Regions from separate parts of the Oryctolagus cuniculus genome. Here region 1 is linked to region 2. Evidence: chromatin contacts called from public Micro-C data. All regions are on one chromosome and are shown on one strand. The core of a region is the stretch at or near the end of the contact, and the rest is flanking DNA. Distances in the headings are between cores, read along the strand shown.

Region 1 (6,051 bases), core at 3,016-5,515, 600 kb after region 2:
ACTCAACCTAGACATATGCAAAAGAAAGAAAATACAAAAGTGTAACTGGTGGAACCAAGAAGCCAGAGCAACACTGGAACTTGGTATTCCAGAGCCCATTGAGGAGCAAAAGCTCCCTAAACACACAAATCCAGGCCTGAAGGGCCCTCTAACCATGTTGGCCCGATTCCAAGCTTCTCCAGTTGATAAGGGTAGGTAGGGAGGAAGAGGAACAAAGATGATTCCTAGATTTCTGTCCAGGACAAATGGGCAAATGATATTGTTCTTTCCTGATTTCAGGAATATGAGAGAAATGTTGGGAAAAGGTAATGAGTTTTGTTTTGAAGATACTGAGTTTGGGATGCCTGGAACATATCCAAGAGGGTATTTCTCATGATTAGTTAGATTTCCTTCTAGAGTACAAAATAAAGATCTAGGCTGGGTCTTTAGGTGGCAATAGGTATTATATGACCACTGAAACATGGCAGGAGATGAAATTCATTCATGCAATAAACATTTATTTACCAGTTAATAGCATACATTTTAGATGACATACAAAACTCATCTTGTTCTATTTAGCACCTCCAGAAGACACTTCTGTCTACTATCTTGAGTCTTCTCTGCCCATCATTCCCTTACCCTCTCTTCACCCACAACAATAATTTCATATACCTTACTAAAAAGGCAGTACAGTGGGCCGGCATTGTGGCACAGTAAGCTAAGCCCCTGCCTGCAGTGCTGGCATTCCCTATGGGGATGTTCGTGTCCCAGCTGTTCCCCTTCTGATCCAGCTCTCTGCTTATGGCCAGTAAAGCAGTGAAAGACAGTCCAAATGCTTGAGCCCCTGCACCCATGTGGGAGACCCTGAAGGAACTCTTAGCTCCTGGCTCCTAGCTCTGGCCGTTGTAGCCATTTGGGGAGTGAACCAGTGGATGGGGGATCTCTTTCTCTCTGTCTCCTTCTCTCTGTAACTCTACATCTCAAATAAATAAAATCTTTTTTTTTTTTTAAAGTAATAAACTAAGGTATTGTAAGAGTATTGGCTGGTGCTGTGGCATAGCAGGTTAAAGCCCAGGCCTGCAGTGTTGTCATCCCATATGGGCGCCGGTTCAAGTCCTGGCTGCTCCACTTCTGATCCAGCTCTCTGCTGTGGCCTGGGAAAGCAGTAGAAGATGGCCCAAATCCTTGGGCCCCTGCACCCATGTGGGAGACTCAGAAGCTCCTGGCTCCTGGCTTCAGATCAACTCAGTTCTGGCCCTTGCAGTCATTTGGGGAGTGAACCAGCAGATGGAGAACCTCCCTCGCTCTCGCTCTCGCTCTGGCTCTACCTCTGGCTCTGGCTCTCTCTGTAACTCTTTCAAATAAATAAAATAAATTTTTTTTAAAAAAAAGACTATTACCATTAATTTCTCATCCTTTACTTAGTCCTTAGATTATAACAAGGTTTCTTTTTGCAAAGATAACATTGTATTAGTAGCATGCTATTTGTTTTAATTGTAGTGTCTTGAAGACTTTTCTGCATGATCCTCTTGTGGAGTGGAGTAAACCAGTGAAAGGGCATTCCAAAGCATCACTGAACGAAACTGGGGAAGTCCTCAACGAAAAGGTCAGTAGAAATACGTCTAGCTTGATATGAGCTGACACTGTACGTCTCTACAAATGAGAACTGATTCTCAAACCTGTTGGTGATTATTAATTTCTCTGAAACCTAGTTGTATAGTTTGACAATATCTTACGTTTTATTGTCATTACTAATGTTAGCATTTAACCAGAGAACTTGCAACTAACGAGGCAGATTGGAGAAAAGTGAGCATAAATTACCCTCATTTATAGAGCAGTTTCAATATGATGCCAGTGTGCCAAAATCCATCTTGACAAATGTAATGACTCAGTCCTTATTAAAATTAGTTGAGGGTCCAGTGCTATGGCCTAATGGGTAAAAACCACCACCTGTAGCACCAGCATCCCATTTGGGTGCTGGTTTGTGTCCTGGCTATTCCATTTCTGATCCAGCTCCCCTGCTAATGTGCCTGGGAAAGCAGCAGCAGATGACCCAAGTCCTTGGACCCCTGCAGCAACACAGGAGACCCAGAAGAAGCTCCTGACTTCTAGCTTTGGCCTGGCTCAGTCCTGGCTGTTGTGGCCATTTGGGGAGTGAACCAGCAGATGGAAGATTCTCTCTCTCTGCCTCTCTCTAATTCAGCCTTTCAAATAAATAAATCTTTTATAAAATTCATTGAATCTTCAAGTTTACAGATAGTTGTTTTTATAAGTTAGAATAGATTGAGGACCTTTTTCCTAATAACATCTGATATGCTTTCTTTATAGACTTGTAGAATTCCAAATAGGTCACTTAGAACTCTATTTTCATTTACTAACATTGCCTAAATATTAGGCATTAGAACATTGTTGCTGTTATTATAGAATATCAATCAAATGTTTAGGTCTTAAACAGTTTCAAAGCAGATTTTTAAAAAGATTTATTTATTTATTTGAAAGGCAGATTAGAGAGAGAGAGAGAGAGAGAGAGATCACTTTCCCATCCCAAATGGCCACAACAGCTAGGGTTGGGCCAGCCCAAAGCCAGGAGCCAGGAACTTCATCCAGGTCCCCCATGGAGGTGGCAGGGGCTTTAGCACTCATAGGCCATCTTACTCTGCTTACCCAGGCACATTAGCAGGGAGCTCGATCAGAAGTGGAGTAGCTGGGACTCAAACCTGCACTCCTATGGAATGCTAGCATTGTAGGCCATGGCTCAACCTACTGTGCAACCATGCCAACCCCTCAAACCAGATTTATTTTAAGTTTTCAAGAAAGGCATTTGGTACAGTGGTTAACCCTGCATCTTGGGATGCCTGCTTTATATATCAGAGTGCCTGGGTTCAAGTTCCAGCCCCATCCTGCATTCCAGCTTCCTGCTAACATGCACCCTGAGAGGTAGCAGGTGATGGCCCAAGTAGTCGGGTGCCTGTTGCCCACATGGGAGACCTAAACTGAGTTCCAGCTCTTGGCTTCAGCCTAACCCAACCTTGGCTGTTAGAAGCAGTTGAGGAGTAAGACTAGGATGGGAATTCTCTCTCTCTCTTCCCATCCCTTCCTCTCTGCCTTTCAAATTAAAGTTTTAAAAATATTTCTCTAGAAATATAATGTTCAAAGAATTCCCTGCCATTTCATGTAATACAGAAACATGTCCAAGCCATTCATTTTGAATTAAGATTGACATCCTCAAAAATTCATATAAAAAATTTACTTTTTTCCACATCAGCCCCTATAAAAGAGGTATTGATCAGCAAAACAGTGTCAGCATTTATAAATATCAAGAAATTATCAACATCCTCATATACTGAATTCTTTTCTCTAATGATTTTCTGTTTCATCTTTTTAGGCTAAGACTCATGTTCTTGACATCGAGCAGCGATTACAGGGTGTAATCAAGACCCGAAATAGAGTGACAGGGCTGCCATTATCTATTGAAGGACATGTGCATTACCTTATCCAAGAGGCTACTGATGCGAACTTACTCTGCCAAATGTACCTTGGTTGGACCCCATATATGTGAAATGAAATTATTTCAAATGTTAAACCTGACTTTAATGCATTTGATATTCATCTGTGGCTGTATCCAATTCTAAAGTACCGCATGTTTCTTTGTCTTAGAGCAACTGGTATTACTTCTGCCCAATTGTGAATAGTATTTTAAATAATATATGTTGTTATTAAGAAATAAAACTTATTTCTTAACATGTGTATTTGATTACGTGGAGAAATGTGTCAAATGGATTTGCAAGAAACAGTCTAGCCTAATTTCGTTTCACAACTTTTATCAATTTCCCTTTAAAAGTACTAGTTAGCCCAGGAATTCATTTGAACAAAATCCTATCAAATACAGTGAGCACGGTACTGTGCTTGTAAGAGAACTATAAACAGGCTATCATTATGTTCACTTAAAACTCTGGTATGTTTTCCCTATGACACACAGGGGGAAAAAAATCTTAAGAAAACTAAAGAAACATTTTGTAATTTAAACGTGCTGCCTGCCGTGTCGTGGGCATAAAGAATGTACAAACCCGTGGTCATGGAAAACAGCTGTACTTAAAATTCTATGGAGTTTTAAAAATCACCTCAACCCCCCCAGCACGACTGGCCTTTCCCGAAACGCAGAAGGCTGACCTCGGAACTCCTCAGACCCTCGGCCGCGGCACAGCCGCTAGGAGCACTGTGACGCCACGGCGCCGGCGGCGGCCAGGGTAGGCGGGGCTGAGTCCCGCCCCGGGCCCGGCCTCGAATCCGGCCGCTCTAGGCCCGCCGGGCGCTCTCTATGGTCGCGCGGCCGGTGTGTTGTCATCGGCGGAGCGACGTCCGGAGGCGGCGGCGTAGGCCCCGGCGGGGCGTTTGGTTTCGGTTTGTCCCTGACTAGAATTAGTGTTGACGGTCGAAATGGGAGTCCCCAAATTTTACCGATGGATCTCGGAGCGGTATCCCTGCCTCAGCGAAGTGGTGAAGGAGCATCAGGTGGGTGAGCGATGCGCGGTAGCTCGGCAGGCTGAGCACTGGGGGCTGCGCGGCCCTCCCTCCGCTCCGAGACCCGGGGTTTCTAGCCTTTCGCTTGTTGTCGGCCCGACGAGTGGCGAAGGCAGCCCAAGAAGGTGTGAAGACCCCGGGATGATCTGAATTGGGGACAGACGCGCGGGGCTTCGGGCTGTTCTGACAGCTCTCCCGCCTCGGCGGGGCCTTCCGCGCCTTGGAGATGAAGTCCGGGGAGGGAACGATATTGATGGGGCTCCCCGCTCCTCCCCAGGGGGGCTTCAGGTCGCTGTTCCCTCTGTCGGGGCTGCGAAGCTGGTGTGGCCGTCCCCCCTTCCCACCTGAAGCCGCGGTGTCTACGAACAATAACAGCCGCCTCCGCGGTTGAATCACCTTGTTTACTTTTCCTTGCCGGGAGCTGCATCCCACCCCGCCTCCACGCCTGGACTTTTCCGACGTGCCCGAAGGGTCACGTTTATGATGCCGATTGTTACTCTTTCTGGTATCCCAAAGAAACACCAATTCCGCTGTTGCCAGAGCCGCACTTGGACGTGCGGCGGGCGTTATTTTGAGACTTTGGGGAGGAGAGAGGGGTTGTTTGAGCGTTGATCCTACTACGAATATTTGGCATGTATTGAAACCAGGGCAATGCAGATTCCAACAATGTAGTTTGTATTTTGCAACTGTGGGAAGAGAAGAGAAAGCAGTTGTCCGATAGATAAGCTAGACTTTGGATGAAACTTTAATGTCGGCCCCATTCGGTGAATTTGAGAGCTCTTTTTGTTTGTATTGTGTTTTACAAGGGAAAAAAAGCAGTTTCAAATGTATGTGGCTGATTGGGTTAGTTGTCATGAGTAGCGCTGTGTTAATAATAGGGGGAGGGAAGTAACTCCGTGAATGCCATCGTGCTGTAAAATAATGGTTTGATCTTTTGAAAATATTTGTAAACTTGGGGGAAGACTTAAACTTCTGCAAAGGATTGTTTGTTGTTGACTTCCAATCAGATTTGGTACATGAGAAAAGGCTTTCAAAAATACCAAAACACTGGCTTATGATTAATTTATTTGGAACAGTGCATTGAGTTAGATTTAGGAATGCATTTATTTCCTGAGAAGAGAGTTTTAAAAGGACACCAGTACACTGAAGACATACAACTTACTTTGACTTTTCCTGGATCCTTCCATCAAACATTTGAGTACCTGCCACACACACATCAGTCACTTTAGTTCTAAAGTGAACATGTAAGATGATTGCCAGAGTGACCTAATAATGCATGATTTGTTCAGCAATATTTTATTTACTTATTTATTTTAAATTTTATTTGAAGGAGAAGGCAGAGAGGAGATAAATCAAAAGATCTCCCACTCACTGGTTCAATTCCCAAATGCCTCCAACAGGCAAGGCTGGACCAGGCAAAAGCTGGGATCCAGGAACTCAATCTGGGGCTCCCATGTGTGTGACAGGGACCCAACTACTTGAGCCATCACCCGTTCCCTCCCAGGGCGCAGCATTTGCAGGATGCTGGAATGGGGAGGAGAGTTAGGACTG
Region 2 (6,523 bases), core at 2,336-4,835:
GACTCAAGTTTCTAAAAAGTGCTCAAGAAAACAGAAGTTCCACTCTCTACCCGAAACACAACCTTCCATCAAAAAACTAATCACCTTACACTTTAAAGAGAAAATTACTACCGAATCATAGTAAAGATTTAATTTAACCTAAAATCAGAAAAATTACTAAGAGTCTACTTTTCAAGGTCTGGTTTTGTTGGAATTTTTTCACCACATTTAAATCTTCATGTATCACCAAGAAAACATATACATTAGCGATAATAAATACCAAAGGACAACAGGCCTTCAACAGATCTTCATTTTATTTATTTCTTATAAGTGATACTTTTTGTTAACCAACAAAGGCAGTCAATCAAAATAGTGCCTAAAGTAATAACGAAGCCAGTAGTACTTCCTATTTTATCCATTCAACTACCTTACCCAATTTTTGATTAAATAGACACTATTAACAGAGCAAAAACAACACGGCACACAAACCTGTTATACCAGCAATATTAGTATAGGAAAGAAGAAAAATACCACCTCTTCTTTTATACTTATTTTGCTGTACAACCAAACAAAATGGTTTACAGTCAAATTAATTTTTATAAATTAAATCCTAGGGAAATACATTTAACACTTTTATAAGTGAACAATTATAGGAAGTCTGTCTCTTCTCCAAAAATTAAAGCTACTACATATCACAAATATCCCTTCCCAACTAAGCAACATTTTAATCTAATGATAAACACACCTAAGTTCATAGGAAAACTTTAGCTCATTTCTAAACATTTACAGAATGTCTATCGCCGTGCTTTAAATGAAAAGTACAACAAAATTACAGAAAATAGGGGCTGGCACTATGGTGCAGTGGGTTAAGCCACCACCTGCGATGCCAACATCCCATATAGACACCAGTTCAAGTCCTGGCTGCTCCACTTCCAATCCAGCTCACTGCTAATGGGAAAAGCAGCAGAGGATGGCCCAAGTTTATGGGCCCGTGCACCATATAGGAGACCGGGAAGAAGCTCCAGGCTCCTGGCTTCTTCTTGGCCCAACCCTGGCTATTGTGGCCATTTTGAGAGTGAACCAACTGATAAAAAGATTTATCTCTTCTCTCCATAACTCTGCCTTTCAAATAAAAATAAAATCTTAAAAAAAAATTACACAGAAAATAAAAGGGTATGGGTGGGTCTCTTCATTAGGGACAACATGACGAAAGTCATTCAACTACACATACATGTCATCTTAAAAGGAAATGTGGTTGTTATCTAATTTCATCTCCTTATAGTTAAGAGCCATGAATGACTTTGCCATGATAAATGGCAAAAACCCTGTATGATGTACATTTTAAAATTAAAATTTCCCAAAAATATGATTGATAAACATTTCTATCCATATCAATGGGATTTCAACTACCAAAGAATTAACACAAAACAGAAGTCCCTGTTCATTTCATCTGTGTTACAGAATATAAGCCCCTTATCTGCTCTCTCCAAAGAACACAAATCAAACCATAGAAATAAAGGTTGGAAATTCCAAATACTACAGTTCTAGCCAAAATAAGTTTATATTCTAATAAATTCCAGCATTGTGTTGGAAATAAGTAAAAGCAACCTGGGTGGTCATTACAATGGCTGAAGACTAAGGATTAAAATATATCCTAACATTTTGAAAAGTAAGTACTTTTTAATTTCCTCCTTTAATCCTTATAATAGTCAGTTAAAAAAAAAAGTGGGAGGGACTACGTCCACACTACAAATGAGGAAAGTGAGGTTCAAGAGTTTAAGCAATATATGCTTTAAGATTATTGCAAACATTAATTACCAAGTCAGGATTTGAATCCAAATCTCTTGGTGGTTATCAAAATCCATCATCTTTCCACTACACTGTGTGGTTTCTATATGAACAGAGAAATCAGAAATCACAGTAACATTATTTGAGTCAAGATTCCTCTTACAGACATGAGTAAGGAATCTGTGAATAGTATCAACAGATGATAACCTAAAGCAGTATAAACTAAAAAGATTAATGGAAGAGCCAATAATTACATGAAGCAGCCACACATTTACAACCATGAAAAGCACTGAAATATTCTCATTGTATCCAAGGCCTCAAATACGGACTATTGCAAATACTTTGAGAGGAAGCACGAATTATTACCAGCATAGCTTTACTAACACTCCCTATGAGTGAGGCTGCTTTTGTCTTGAGTTTCTCCAAGGACAGAGTGTGTAAGATGAGTTTTCCACCTATTCATCTACACCCCTCCCCCAAAAGGAAGGAAAGAAAAACTGATAGGGAATAAAGATGTAAAGCAGCTAAAAGTGGTTTAATTTCTAAGTAACTAAAGGATGTTTGGTAACTGCAAAGTACTTAGTGAATTCACCAAACGGCATACAGATTGCTATTTAACAGAAAATGTTTCTCATTACAAACTGTAAGCCTAAGGCTCTCCCCTTAAACCGTCAACATAAGTTTTTAACAGAGGACTTGAGGTCATATACGCTTTTAACATCTCAGACAAAATTTCTTCTACCAGCATCTGAAAGATTAACAACTACTTCACGGAAGTACCTCTTACTTTTAAGATAAGAAGCCCAAAGCAAAAACAAAACAAAACCTATTAAGTGGCCCGCCCCAGATGGCCCACGTAAGACCTGATGCTAACCAGAACCTAAACTATTCAACACTCGGCCGGTTTCACAATCCGTGCACTCGGCTCCCCCTGTAAACTCCAGTGTAATTTACTGGTCTCAGCTTCCAAGTCAACGCAAATTCTTTCGCTGGAGCAACACACAACATGGAGGTGAAGGAGACCCCAGTCTTCGACGCCCGAAAGAAGGGCTTGTTTCTACTTCCCCTAAAGTGAGGGAGTGACCACGTGTAGAGTGTGGCACTAACCTTGGGAGGCAGCTCCGCACAGCAGAGCCGCTCCCGCCTCTGCACTTCCCACCCCGTGCCCTTCCTCTACTGGTCCCTCCTCTCTTAAGCTGCGACCCTAGAAATGATTTATGCCCCGGCAGGCGTGAAATTCAGGAAGGCCGGAAGCGAGTGAAATCTAAAACCGAAGAACCGAGGAAAAAAGAAACAGTTAAGCCACGGGAAGCGATTCCCGCCTCTCCTAGGCGCTGTGCGGCGGCCTCCGAGCCCAGCGAGCGGGGATCCGGGGACGCGTTTACAGGGCTTCAGACCTCAATCTGAATTCCTGACTTCACTCCAATGCCAAGCGCGGGCCGAACTACCCACGCCAGCACCTCCTGGACACGCCAGTCTCGAGCCGAATCCAGCCTGGGACTAAGGGGCGATACCAGGCCTCTCAACCTGCGCACCACGGGTGCGGCGAGGCCGGGCCTACTGACGCAACCAGAACTCGGACCCCAACCCCAGTGACCGCCCGTGGGCCAGAAGCCCCTGCAGGCCCCAGAACGCAGCGACAGACCCACTGACTTGCGAAGTCCTCTAAGAAATTACCTTTGAACTGGCCTTCTGAGATCCGCCTGGCGTTTTGTCCGCCATCTTGAGCTTTGCCCCTCCTTCGGCGGCGGCAGCAGCACGAACAAGTCGAGCGCCGAAAAAGCCGATTTCAGCGAAGCCCGCCAGAGGCGCTTGCAAGGCTGAATAGCCGACTGCCGAGATAGTGAACTCAGGCCGAGTCGTGCCACGTGACTTCCGGTGTCAGTTAACATTCCTCCGCTACCCCGCGTACTCACTCGGCTGGTGTTTTGGGGAGTCTGGCTTCTTGGTGGCGTTTTGGGGTCCGGGAATTTGGAGACTCTTGTTGCCCTCACTTTGAGGGCAGGCTGATACTTCACAGTCTTTTCCGTGCCCCAAGGCTTGAAGGATGGGAGCCAGTTGTATTTCCTGGGCGGGAAGAGGACCGCGCTTAAACAGCGCGCTGGCCATCTGAGGGAGGAGCCTTTGCTTCCATTCGGAAAATAGGTCGGAGCCGAGTAGGGGTCAGGCGCGGGGTCGGCAGAGACGCTGTTGGCGCGCACGGTGATGGGAAAGGCAGAGCCTTGGTCTGCCGGCGTTGAGGTGGTGAATACCGAGATAAGGGTTGTGCCTGGGGGGCCGGGAGGAACGTTACCTCCGATCCCAGGGAGATCCGCTAGAAACGGGCGTCTGCAGAATGAGCCCGTTGCAGACAGGAGGGAATGCGGGAAAGTCGTGAACACTCCGCGGCTGGCCTCCGTGTAAGTTGTGTGTCGTTTTTTAAAATGGCGCTTTAAGCGTTAGCATCCTTTTTTCACTTTCAGTCACACAGCGGAGGGGCTGCCATAAGCCATTCTTGTACTTAATACTTTTTTACGAAGTTCTTAGATCGGGAAAGCTTGCTTGCCGAGGCCACGCGGGACACGAGCCAGGCGAAGCAAGCGGGAAAAGGCACTACAGGCGGCGCGGATGGCTGAAGTGGCAGCTCTGTGGCGTGAGTGTGAGTCCCGACAGCCCGCGGTGCAGGTCCCCGCAGGCGTGGAGGGGAGAAAGTTCACATGGGGCCTTGAGGTAGCCGGTGTACTGAGAATGTGGCCGTCAGCAGGGCAGGTAGGGCCGCTTGGTGTTTAGGATTATAGGGTTCAAAGAAGCAAGGAGGCGCCTGGTTAAAGCAGGAAAGGCTTCCATTAAGGATAGGGCAGCATGCCGGGGAAAGTAGGATTCGCACTGGACAGCAAGCCGGGGTCTGAGACTGCCCACCACGCAGAGGGCAACAGTCTGGGAATCTGAGACTGCCCACCACGCAGAGGGCAACAGTCTGTTTATATTGCTGACTCTTGGCAGGGGGACATTCCCCCACAAGGAGGGTCGGAACAGGGAGAAGACCCCCTTGACAGGTGTTTAATGAAGTCAACAGTTTATGTTCTTATCAGCTTGGGATGTCCCAGCCAGCAGAATCTTAGGCCATATAAAATTCCTTCTTGGCGTCTCAAGGATCATGCTTATTTGGGGCTCACTTTACCAGGTGTTAACTGTTTGTATCCCAACAGCCGAGCAAGCCCTAACAGGGCTTTGGTCATAATTTATTTTACAAGATTGCCCTGGCCGGCACTCTGTGGCACAGCAGGTTAAGATCCCAGCCTGCAGAGACTGTATCCCATATGGGTGCCAGTTCCTCTACTTCTGATCCAGCATCCTGCTAGTGCGCCTGGAAAAGCAGCAGAGGATGGCCCAAGTCCTTGGGTCCCTGCACCCATGTGGTAGATCCAGGGGAGGCTCCTGGCACCTGGTCTCAGATCAGCTCAGCTTTGGCTGTTGTGGTCATTTCCAGCCGATGGAAGATCTCTCTCTCTCTCCCTCCCCCCCCCCTTTCTGCTTCTGTAACTCTGTCTTTCAAATAAATAATCTAAAAAAAATTGCCCTGGGGGTTGGAAGTGGAATCGGACAAGATCCCCTAAATATTACACTGAAATGTGGCCCTTTAAAATTCCATAGAATTGCTATCTGGGATGCCACATGTACTACCAGAATTTGGGGTGCCATATGATTTCATCACGGGCTTATAACTAAATCCCCAATATTAATAAGCCCAAGAGGGTTCTTGCCTAATATTTAGAGAAGAATTCTAAATACCGGCACAGGTAAACGAGGCAGCATGGTATGTTTTAAGCTTTTATTTAGTGCAAGAGGCATCTAGGAAAGTGAAGGCTTTAGTTCAGATAGGAGAGAGGGGAAAGTCTGGAAACTAGGGTAGCGTCCATACCACTCAGAGAGCAGGCCAAAGCCACGTGCAGCAAGCACCTTGAGCTGCTATCCACCGCTTATCACCGGCAGCACCGCAGAGGCAGAGAGCCTTTTGCGACACTCACTGTCTATATACATTTTCCACAGGGGCGTGGCTTGTGGCCAGGTGGGCGCTCAGGTATGGTCAGGTAGAGCCTGATGTCACATGGGGGCGTAGTGGGGGTATCTGGTAGAGTGTTAGGTCACACAGAGGGAAGGCGAAGGTATCAGGTTGGGCGTGAAGTCACACAGGGGCGTGGCGAAGGCGTGGTCTTCCAGCTCACAAATCTAACCAATTTTAGCCTGCATGCCTGCCTGCTTCATTCCCCCCTCAGAGACTCCAGACCTTAATCTTAAGGGGATGTTGATGCGCATCGAGTCACCATCTTCTGTAGCTACTTCCTGCTTATTAGGGGCGTAGACCCTGCCTGTTTTCGGTCCGGAAGTCTCTGCCTATCTCATCTAATGAGTTAGCTTCATGAGCTGGGGCTCTTTCAGTCACCGCCATCCTGCATGTCCTTATTCTCAGAAGCTGTTGGGTTCTGAAACATATAAGTTTGTCATTCACCATGAGAAGATTGGAATAGCCCCAAGTGCTACTGGTGTGCCCCTTAAGATAGAAAAAACGTCTAGCCATCTCCCAGACAGTAGGTGGTGGGAGATTTCCGCTATGCAAACTATAAAACCATTTAGCTTGAGCATAGAGGGCTTTGATGTCCTTTTCTGAGAACATACTATTATTTGAGTAAAGGCGGCAGATCCCCGTGAGCACTGCACACATGCCCCCTTGTTCTGTTAACATGAACTCTAAGACCTGTCTATCGTCCATAACTAC

Evidence for each region. Hi-C and Micro-C count contacts between places; a contact is called where the count stands out from the background.
Region 1: a contact with region 2 is called in a Micro-C map of ear pinna, with 5 times the contacts expected there. The contact joins the promoter of XRN1 here to the promoter of U2SURP in region 2. A contact is called at or near these places in 2 of 6 Hi-C or Micro-C datasets (ear pinna and an unstated tissue).

Annotation. Positions count from the first base shown.
Region 1 is chr4:139,436,942-139,442,992 of mOryCun1.1, forward strand. It overlaps XRN1 (5'-3' exoribonuclease 1), which reads left to right and starts at 4,266. Exons shown (of 42, transcript XM_070072690.1): 1 at 4,266-4,491. The coding sequence starts at 4,417. ATR (ATR serine/threonine kinase) reads left to right here. Exons shown (of 47, transcript XM_051859026.2): 46 at 1,480-1,585; 47 at 3,365-3,720. The coding sequence ends at 3,538.
Region 2 is chr4:138,832,766-138,839,288 of mOryCun1.1, forward strand. U2SURP (U2 snRNP associated SURP domain containing) reads right to left here and starts at 3,586. Exons shown (of 28, transcript XM_051818666.2): 1 at 3,445-3,586. The coding sequence starts at 3,489.